Linked DNA regions of Anas platyrhynchos: region 2 is linked to region 1. A link is a contact called in public Hi-C data. All regions are on one chromosome and are shown on one strand. Each heading gives the region's core, a stretch centred on a gene start, on an enhancer-like site or on the middle of the called end of the contact. The rest is flanking DNA. Distances are from core to core; before and after follow the strand shown.

The links. A called contact is a pair of places that touch in the nucleus more often than the background predicts.
Region 2: a Hi-C map of skeletal muscle shows a contact between it and region 1, with 2.1 times the contacts expected there. The contact joins the promoter of PNRC1 here to the promoter of RRAGD in region 1.

What each region holds. Positions count from the first base shown.
Region 1 is chr3:82,519,703-82,523,573 of IASCAAS_PekinDuck_T2T, reverse strand. It overlaps RRAGD (Ras related GTP binding D), which reads right to left and starts at 2,250. Exons shown (of 7, transcript XM_027454908.3): 1 at 1,794-2,250. The coding sequence starts at 2,235.
Region 2 is chr3:82,689,360-82,693,098 of IASCAAS_PekinDuck_T2T, reverse strand. It overlaps PNRC1 (proline rich nuclear receptor coactivator 1), which reads left to right and starts at 1,289. Exons shown (of 2, transcript XM_027454913.3): 1 at 1,289-1,865; 2 at 2,362-3,496. The coding sequence starts at 1,437. The coding sequence ends at 2,802.

The sequences.
Region 1 (3,871 bases), core at 1,001-3,500:
AACTCTTCAGTTCTAACTGCTGGTTAGAGGCCAGAGCCGTTGAAGTATTCACAAATTAATTTTAACAAACCCCAAAGCACTTTCCCAACACAAAAGGACTGCAGTTACAGAAATCTGGTCAGGAATTGGGTGATGTCCTTGCTTACAGAGCGTAATTCGTGTGTATTGCAACACGCAGAAGAGCCCAGCTCTGAAGAGTCGAGAGCTGCACGTAGCAGTCCCGACCTGTTTCACCACGACACACACAGTATCAATAATCCAACATCTCCTTCACATTATTCAAGATGTTCACTGATTTTTTGGAAACCTGTCCCAAATTTCCTATCAATTTCAGTTACTTTTCAGAAGCCTGTGGCTATCAGTGCTTCACAGCTGTACGTGAAGGGGATGCTGTGGTGGCAGGTGTACTCTGAGATCTCACCAGTATCAAGGCTCTAGCTCTCAGCTCACCTGCTCAAGCTATGCCAGACCAAAAGAAAAGTTTTTGCTCATTTTATCATGCACAAGATAACGAGCCTGAGTCTAGTTTCAACTCATAGAGCTAATAATGATTTATGGTAGGGTTGTATTTTTGCCCACTAATGCAATTCAATTATGTTATTCTGAAGTTTTCACCCTTTCTGCACAGAGGAGAACGACCAGTCCCATACTTCTCACTCCTGTGCCTACAAGGCCCATTCATCTCATGGCATTTCCAGTGCTACTGTCTGCAGCTGTGACGCTTGCAGCATGCTGTCAAAACTTATGAAACACATGCATTCATACACTGAACATCTTCAGCATTAAAGATGGCCTTAGCCTAAGGAGTTAACAGAAAAAGCTTATATGCAATCACCCATGCTGTACAGCTCCTGTGGGTTTATGAACATTGCAGAAATGCCTGGTGGAAGGAAATTCTTGCGGCCAAAGAAAAACTCGGAACCAGAAGACCTGGCTCTCCCCTGCCACAAGTGTGGCACTCAGCGAGGGTATGACTTGCGGAGTGTCTGAGGAAGTAACCTGTGAGGTTTCCTTGCTTGCAAATACGTTTTAGTGGAGCATATCAAAAAGATGACTGGGCTTTACGTGAACCAAGCCTTTAAGGTCTTTGAATACAAACCCATGTGTAAAGTCAAAAGATGAAGCAGTCATTTCAGCACAGGTCAGAGACAAGAAACCAGCACAAGGTAAGAGATGACCACCACAAAGCTCTGAATTTTCCAGCGTGCCCACAAGCACAGATTACATTTTTACTTTCGGCTCTGGCTTCCCCCTTCACTTTCAACAGCCACGCATGGGGGCTGTCCTCCTTGCACTGCCCTTTCCGTTATTCCTCTGAAATGGAAGAGAAACACTGAACTGCGAGGCTGTGACGCTGGATGTGGGACTGCTCACCGTACAGACCTGGGAAGGGGTAGGGCAGAAAATGGGAAAAGGAAAGCCCCAGAGCCCTGCAGCCCGGTTAGGTACAAAAAAATAAATAAAAATTAAATGATCCAAATCTCACGGTGCTTTTTTTAACCCTCTTTTTCAGATCCGGAGCTAACAGAAGGCCAGGGGAGCCGGAGGGTTAAAATAAGCCTCGCCTTAATCCTGCACGGGCTGCCTTCAGCTAGCCGGGACGCACAGGCACAGGGCTGTTCCTATGGGGTTCCACATTCACAGCGTCACTATGGCGAACCACCCCCATTTTTTAGCGATTTTTGTTTAATTTTCTGTTAGCGGGGAGCTGCCCCGGGACAGGGCCTGGCAGGGCCCCGCCGAGTGACAGCCGCAGCTGCGGGCCCGTCCCCCGGCAGGCCGCGGGCACTCACACGCCTCATCGCCGCCGCTCTCCGCGTCCCCGTCCGAGAACGAGCCGGCCCCGTCGGCGTAGCCGGCCAAGCCCGCGATCTCCTCCTCCTCCTCTTCCTCCTCCTCCTCGTCCCCTTCTTCCTCCTCCTCCTCCTCCTCCGGCAGCTTCCTCGGCGCCTGGCTCATGCCGGCCGCGCTCCCGCCGCTCCCCCTCTGCCTGCGGGGGGGACCCGGGTGCGGCGCGGCCGCCGCTCCCCTCCCGGCCCCTGGCGGCCCCTCACGGCCCCGCCGCTGGGCGGAGCGCGGCGCGGCCCGGCCCGGCCCGGCCTCAGCGCGCGGGCACGCGGCGAGCGCGAGCGCGCACGCGCGGCCCCGCCGCCGAGTGGTGGAGGGCGCCCGAGTTCTCCTCCCAGTCCCCCCCCACCTCACCAAGGCAGTCCTGTGAGGCAGAAACACGGCCATTAGGGGTGGAGGAGACCTCTGAGGTCCCCCTGGTCCAACCACCTCCTACCGCCACCGTCACCCACTGAGCGTGTCCCCAAGCACCACGTCCAGCCTCGCCTTCAACACCCCCAGGGATGGTGATGCTGCCACCTCCCTGGGCGACCCGTCCCAGTGCCTGACTGCTCTTCCTGAGGAGAAATGTCTCCTCATTGCCAACCTGAACCTCCCCTGGCTGTTCCCTCTAGTCCTATCACTGGTTATCTGTGAGCAGAGGCTGACCCCCAGCTCCCCACACCTCCGTTTCAAGTACCTGTAGAGACCCATGAGGTCTCCCCTGAGCCTCCTCTTCCCAAAACCAAACACCCCCAGCTCCCTCAGCCGCTCCTCACAGGACTGGTGCTCCAGACCCCTCACCAGCTTCGCAGCCCTGCTCTGGACACACTCCAGCACCTCAATGTCCTTGTAGTGAGGGGCCCAAAGCTGAACCCAGCACTCGAGGTGCAGCCTCGCCACAGCCGAGTGCAGGGGGACGATCACCTCCCTGCTCCTGCTGGCTGCACCATTCCTGACACAAGCCAGGATGCTGTTGGCCTTCTTGGCCACCTGGGCACACTGCCAGCTCACGTTCAGGCATGTTATGCAGGACAACTCAGAAAAGCTGTAGTAGTAAAAACTCCACAGGAGGATGGGATTTTTCAGCGCCGCTGCCCTCAGTGAGGCTCCTGCTCGGGGGCTCCTGGTGCTGCTCCCAATGTCTTGCTCCACCTGGGGCACTGGAGCCATCACCCCATAGTGACAGGACTGGAGAAGGTAGCACTGGGAACTGAGCTCACCATGCTCCAGCTCCATGTTTTTCTGTTTCTATCCCCTTCGTGCCGCTGTTATCAGGAGGCTTTCCAGGCTGCCCTAATCCACTTGAGATAATGGAGGAGCATTTTTTTCCATAGGGGAAGAAGGGGAGAAATCTCTTTTTATGCCATGCCATGACAAATTACCCATATGCAAATGTGTTGAAATGCCTTTCTTTCTCCTCAGCTCATCCACCAGCTTGGAAGTTTTGCCTGAACAGATTTAGTGTCCCAAAAGGCTGCGTGAAGTGTTTCAAAGTTAAGTGTGCTATCAGGAATTGGGACCGAGAGCTTTTACCAGTGAAGTTTCTAGCATTCTGTCGTGGGACGGCCCAGCGGGACATGAGTCTGTTGAAAACTCCTGACTGAAAGCGGAGACAAGTTTCCAGGTCTGTCATAAAGGGCCGTCTGTCTCACTCCGGTACCGGCTGATCGCATCTGCACCGAAAGGGCTGTTAGGTTTCAAGGCTGGCGAGGGGAAGTGAGCCTTGCCCACAAACCTGACTGACGGTATTAGGTTTCTTTTGTACAAAGAGCTATGAAACATCACCAGTCGCTGAGAATAATTTGGAGATATTAAAATGCTAAATTAGGGTGTAGAAGCTCAGGAATGACAGGGCTGATTACGATGCAGTTCTTCCCACAAATCTAATGCCAGCGACTGCCTGCTTGGCTACGGCTGCAGGTTCAGAGCCACTCAGACTCCAGGCTCAACTCCAGATAGGTTTTTTGAGTAGGGCTGAAGCATTTCTGCCAACCCCTCGGCAATGTAATCTGACCTGGGCTCTGCATCAACTTCAGGAATT
Region 2 (3,739 bases), core at 40-2,539, 170 kb before region 1:
GCTTCCTCCAGCCCCAGGCTGTGGCAGGCCATGAGGACAGGGGGCCCAAAGCCACCGTGTGCGAGGCCGGGGGGCTGAGACCGGCTCCTGGGTGGCTTCGAGGGGCCGCGGGCAGGTGGCCCACCCCGCTCGGTCGCACCCCCGGTGCAGCAGCGGGTGCGGCGCTACTTGCAGAGCCCCTCGAGGCGCTCCAGGGTGCCCTTCATGTCTCGGATGCGCTTGGCCAGGGCGGGCACGGGCTGCATGGCGCGGTCCAGCTCCTCGCAGCGGGCCACCAGCGCGTACATGGCGCGGATGCTGAGGTCGGCCGCCTCGCCCAGGCTCTCCACGCCGTCGCGGTAGGTCTGGATGCAGCCGACGCTGAGCGCCGTCAGGGCCTGCAGCCCGCAGTGCACGCCCCGCAGCAGCTCGTCCACCTGCGCCGCCACCTGCCCGGCCAGGGCCACCACGTCCTGCAGCGCCCCGGGGTCGATGGCGGGGATGGAGCTGGCCCCGGCTGCGGCTCCGGCTCCAGCTCCGGGCCCAGCCCCCGGTGCAGGGCCCGGTGCCGGCTGCTCGCCCCGCGGGGCGCCGCTCAGGCGGATGCGGCGCTCCAGGTTGTTGGCCACGAACTGCGTGAGCCGCCCCTCGCGCAGCACCGTCCCCTCCAGCTCCAGGGCGCTCGCCAGCGTGGCCCGCCGGCCCTCCGAGGGGGGCTGCGGCCTCCCCGCCGCCACCCCTGCTGCTGCGGCCGCCGCTCCGGTGCTGCCGGCGGCCAGGCTCAGCGCCTCCAGGCTCCGCCCGTCCCGCTCCGCTCCCTCCCGGGCCGGGGCCGGGGCCCCCGGAGCCCCCTCAGCGCCCGGTGCCGGCGGCTCCATGGCGAGCACCGCGTGCCCCGCCGGGAGCGCGCCACCCCCCCCAGGGCGCGCCCCCGCCGCCTGTTTACGTCGCCTCCGATTGGCTCCGAGGCCTTCGGGGGCGTGGCCTCCGGGCGGTGGGGCGCCTCGCGATTGGCCGGCGGTGCTGGCGAGGGGAGCGGCTGGCCCCGCCCCCCCGCCCCGCTCCTCGGGTCCGTGCCTCGGAGACTGGGGAGTGCCCCTTGTTTGTGTGCGCGCCGATTGGGCGGCCTGCGGAAGCGGGCGGGGCCCCAACTGTTTGTGTCGCTGCCGATTGGCCGAGGCGGGGCCAGCGCGGCGGCCGGCCGGCGTGGATTGGTCGATCCCGGCGGGGAGGCGTGGCGCTGGCGGCTTCCCGGCGCGCCGATTGGTTGGAGGGCGGAAGGGGGCGGGGCCGTGCCGTGTAACAACACAGGGGCGCTGCTGGCCGCTCGCTCACTCCCCGCCATGTTCTCCTAGCAGCAGCCCCGACCGCGCCACCCTCCCCGCCCGCACCGCCCCGGCAGCCGCTCCCCGGCCCCTCTCCCGTCCGCAGCTCCGGGCCCCCGCCTCCCTCCCACCATGGTCACCACCACGGCGCCGCCGCCCTTCCTGGCTCGCATCTCGTCGGGCGCCGACGACCCCCGGCGGCTGCCCTCCGGCCTCCTGCAGCGCCTGCGGCGGGGGGACAGCAACTGCGAGAACCAGCCCGGCTGCTGCCTGGCCGCCGCTGCCGCCGCCGCCGCGGGGGGGAGCGGATCGCGGCCGGCGCTCAAGAGGGTGAGGCGGAGGAAGGGCAAGCTCCGGCCGGGCCCCGCGGGGCTGCTGCCCAGCCGCTACCAGCAGTACCAGCAGCACCGCGCCGGCCTGGGCAGGAGGACGCCGCTGGCCGCCTACGGCCCGGGGGAGCTGCGCGCTCCCCCAGCTCCCGGCGTGGCTGCCACCCCTCCGGAGGAGCCCCCCGCGGCCGCCCCTTCGAGAGCCGCGCCCGGCAGAGCGCTGAGGAAGGAGGTAGGGGAGGCGCTCGGGCACTTCTCGCTACTTTTATCCCCGTTTTTTACATTGTGAGGGGGGGGGCCGCTTGTTGGCAGCCGGAGCGCGGGGGGGGAGCTCCTCGCCCCCCTCCCTCCGCCCTGCGTGTGAGGGGCGGCGGCGGCGGAGTTTCCGTTACGTCCGTTGAGGTGGGGGGGGGAGCGAAACGGCCGCCGCTGATTGGTCGGCGCCGTCCAATGGGCGGCCGCCGCTGCGCCCAGCAACAGCCGGATTTAGCCTGCTGGCCGCGCGCCAACCGCCCCTGCGCGCGCAGGGCGGGGACGTGCGCGGGGCGCAGCGCCCCATGGCGGCCGGGGGGGGCTCTGAGGGGATAAGGGGGGGGGGCTGTGATGGTGGGCTGTGATGGCGGCCGGGTCTGGCCCTAGAGGACGGCAGGGGGCCGGAGGAGCCCTGAGGGAGGCTGCCCTCGAGGAGAGAGGGCTTGGCCGCTGATGCGAGGTCTTTGTCTGCGCAGGTCTTGAAGAATAAGATGGGAAAGTCTGAGAAGGCGGCGGCCCCCCACAGCCCGCCCGTTCACGGTTTCCACCTGTGTGAGCAACCGAAGATCAACAGGCAGAAGGGCAAGTGCGGCGTGCCGCTGGCCAAGATCGCCTCCGCCAAAAAGATGGAGAGCTTCTGGCAAGACTCGGTGTCGGCAGAAATAATCCCCAAGCCAGAGAAGAAGCCGCTGAAAAACACAGAGAACTTCAGAAACGCCAAGTCCAAGAAACCCGTCACCCTCACGGAAGCGAACCAAAAAGAGAATTACGCTGGGGCAAAATTCAGCGACCCGCCATCACCTAGTGTCCTTCCAAAGCCTCCCAGCCACTGGGTGGGTGGCACAGCTGAACTTTCTGACCAAAACAGGGAGTTGATGGCAGTCCATTTGAAAACTCTCCTAAAAGTTCAAGCGTAGTTTCCAAGATCTCTGAAGAGCTGCAAAAAAAAAAAAAGTCCATCCAGGAAACTTACACATGCCTTGTTGCAAAGAAAAAAAAAAAAATTACAAAAAAAAAAAAATTGCAAAAGACTGTCAAGTCTTGTAACCACATACAAAAATCCTTGTATTATATTTTTTATGGTTGTGTAAATAGTGTACATCATGTATTATGTGTATATTCTTGTTCATACTTTGAGAGGTACATTTTAGTTTTGTTATGAAAGGATGTATTTTGCACTGCCTGAATGGTAGATGTCTTGTATATAAAACATGGACAATTTTAAGTGTGTGCTTGACACATGAAGACTTGACTTGATTTGCACAAGGTAATGGAAAATCTGAAAGGAGAGTACAACTTTCTGATGTCAAGGTTCCAGATCAAATGTGAATGGTTTACTCATGCACTACTGACAATAGTTTTACATTCTGTGTCCCAGTTCAAGTACAAACATGGAATTTTCATACAAATGTGAATTTTTGCTCTGGAAACAATATCTGGAATTCCTGTTCATGTGTTTGTTACAAAATCAACTGGAATTTGCCTAGAATTCCAACCCACCAAATTGAGCACTGCTAACTTCTTTAAAAAGAAAAAAAAAAAGCAGAGCTTTCTGCCATAATTTTAATTGGTCACTAACAAATTAAATAAAACAATTTGGCCTCCCCTTAATCATGTCTCTGTTTTCCTTGTGTGTGTGTGTACAAGTGTTAGAGCTTAAATTACCTGATTGCCTTCTTTTAGTGAATAATTAAGGTATTTGATAGCTCGTGTAATGTTAGCCTTTGTGACATGTCTTTTGAGATTCCTTATTCTTTGGTTTCTTTAAAACTTAGATTTCAAGAAAGTCGTGGATTTAAACATCAAAATTCCTGCTGCTTTCATAGTAAGTGATCATTAAATGAATTGATACTG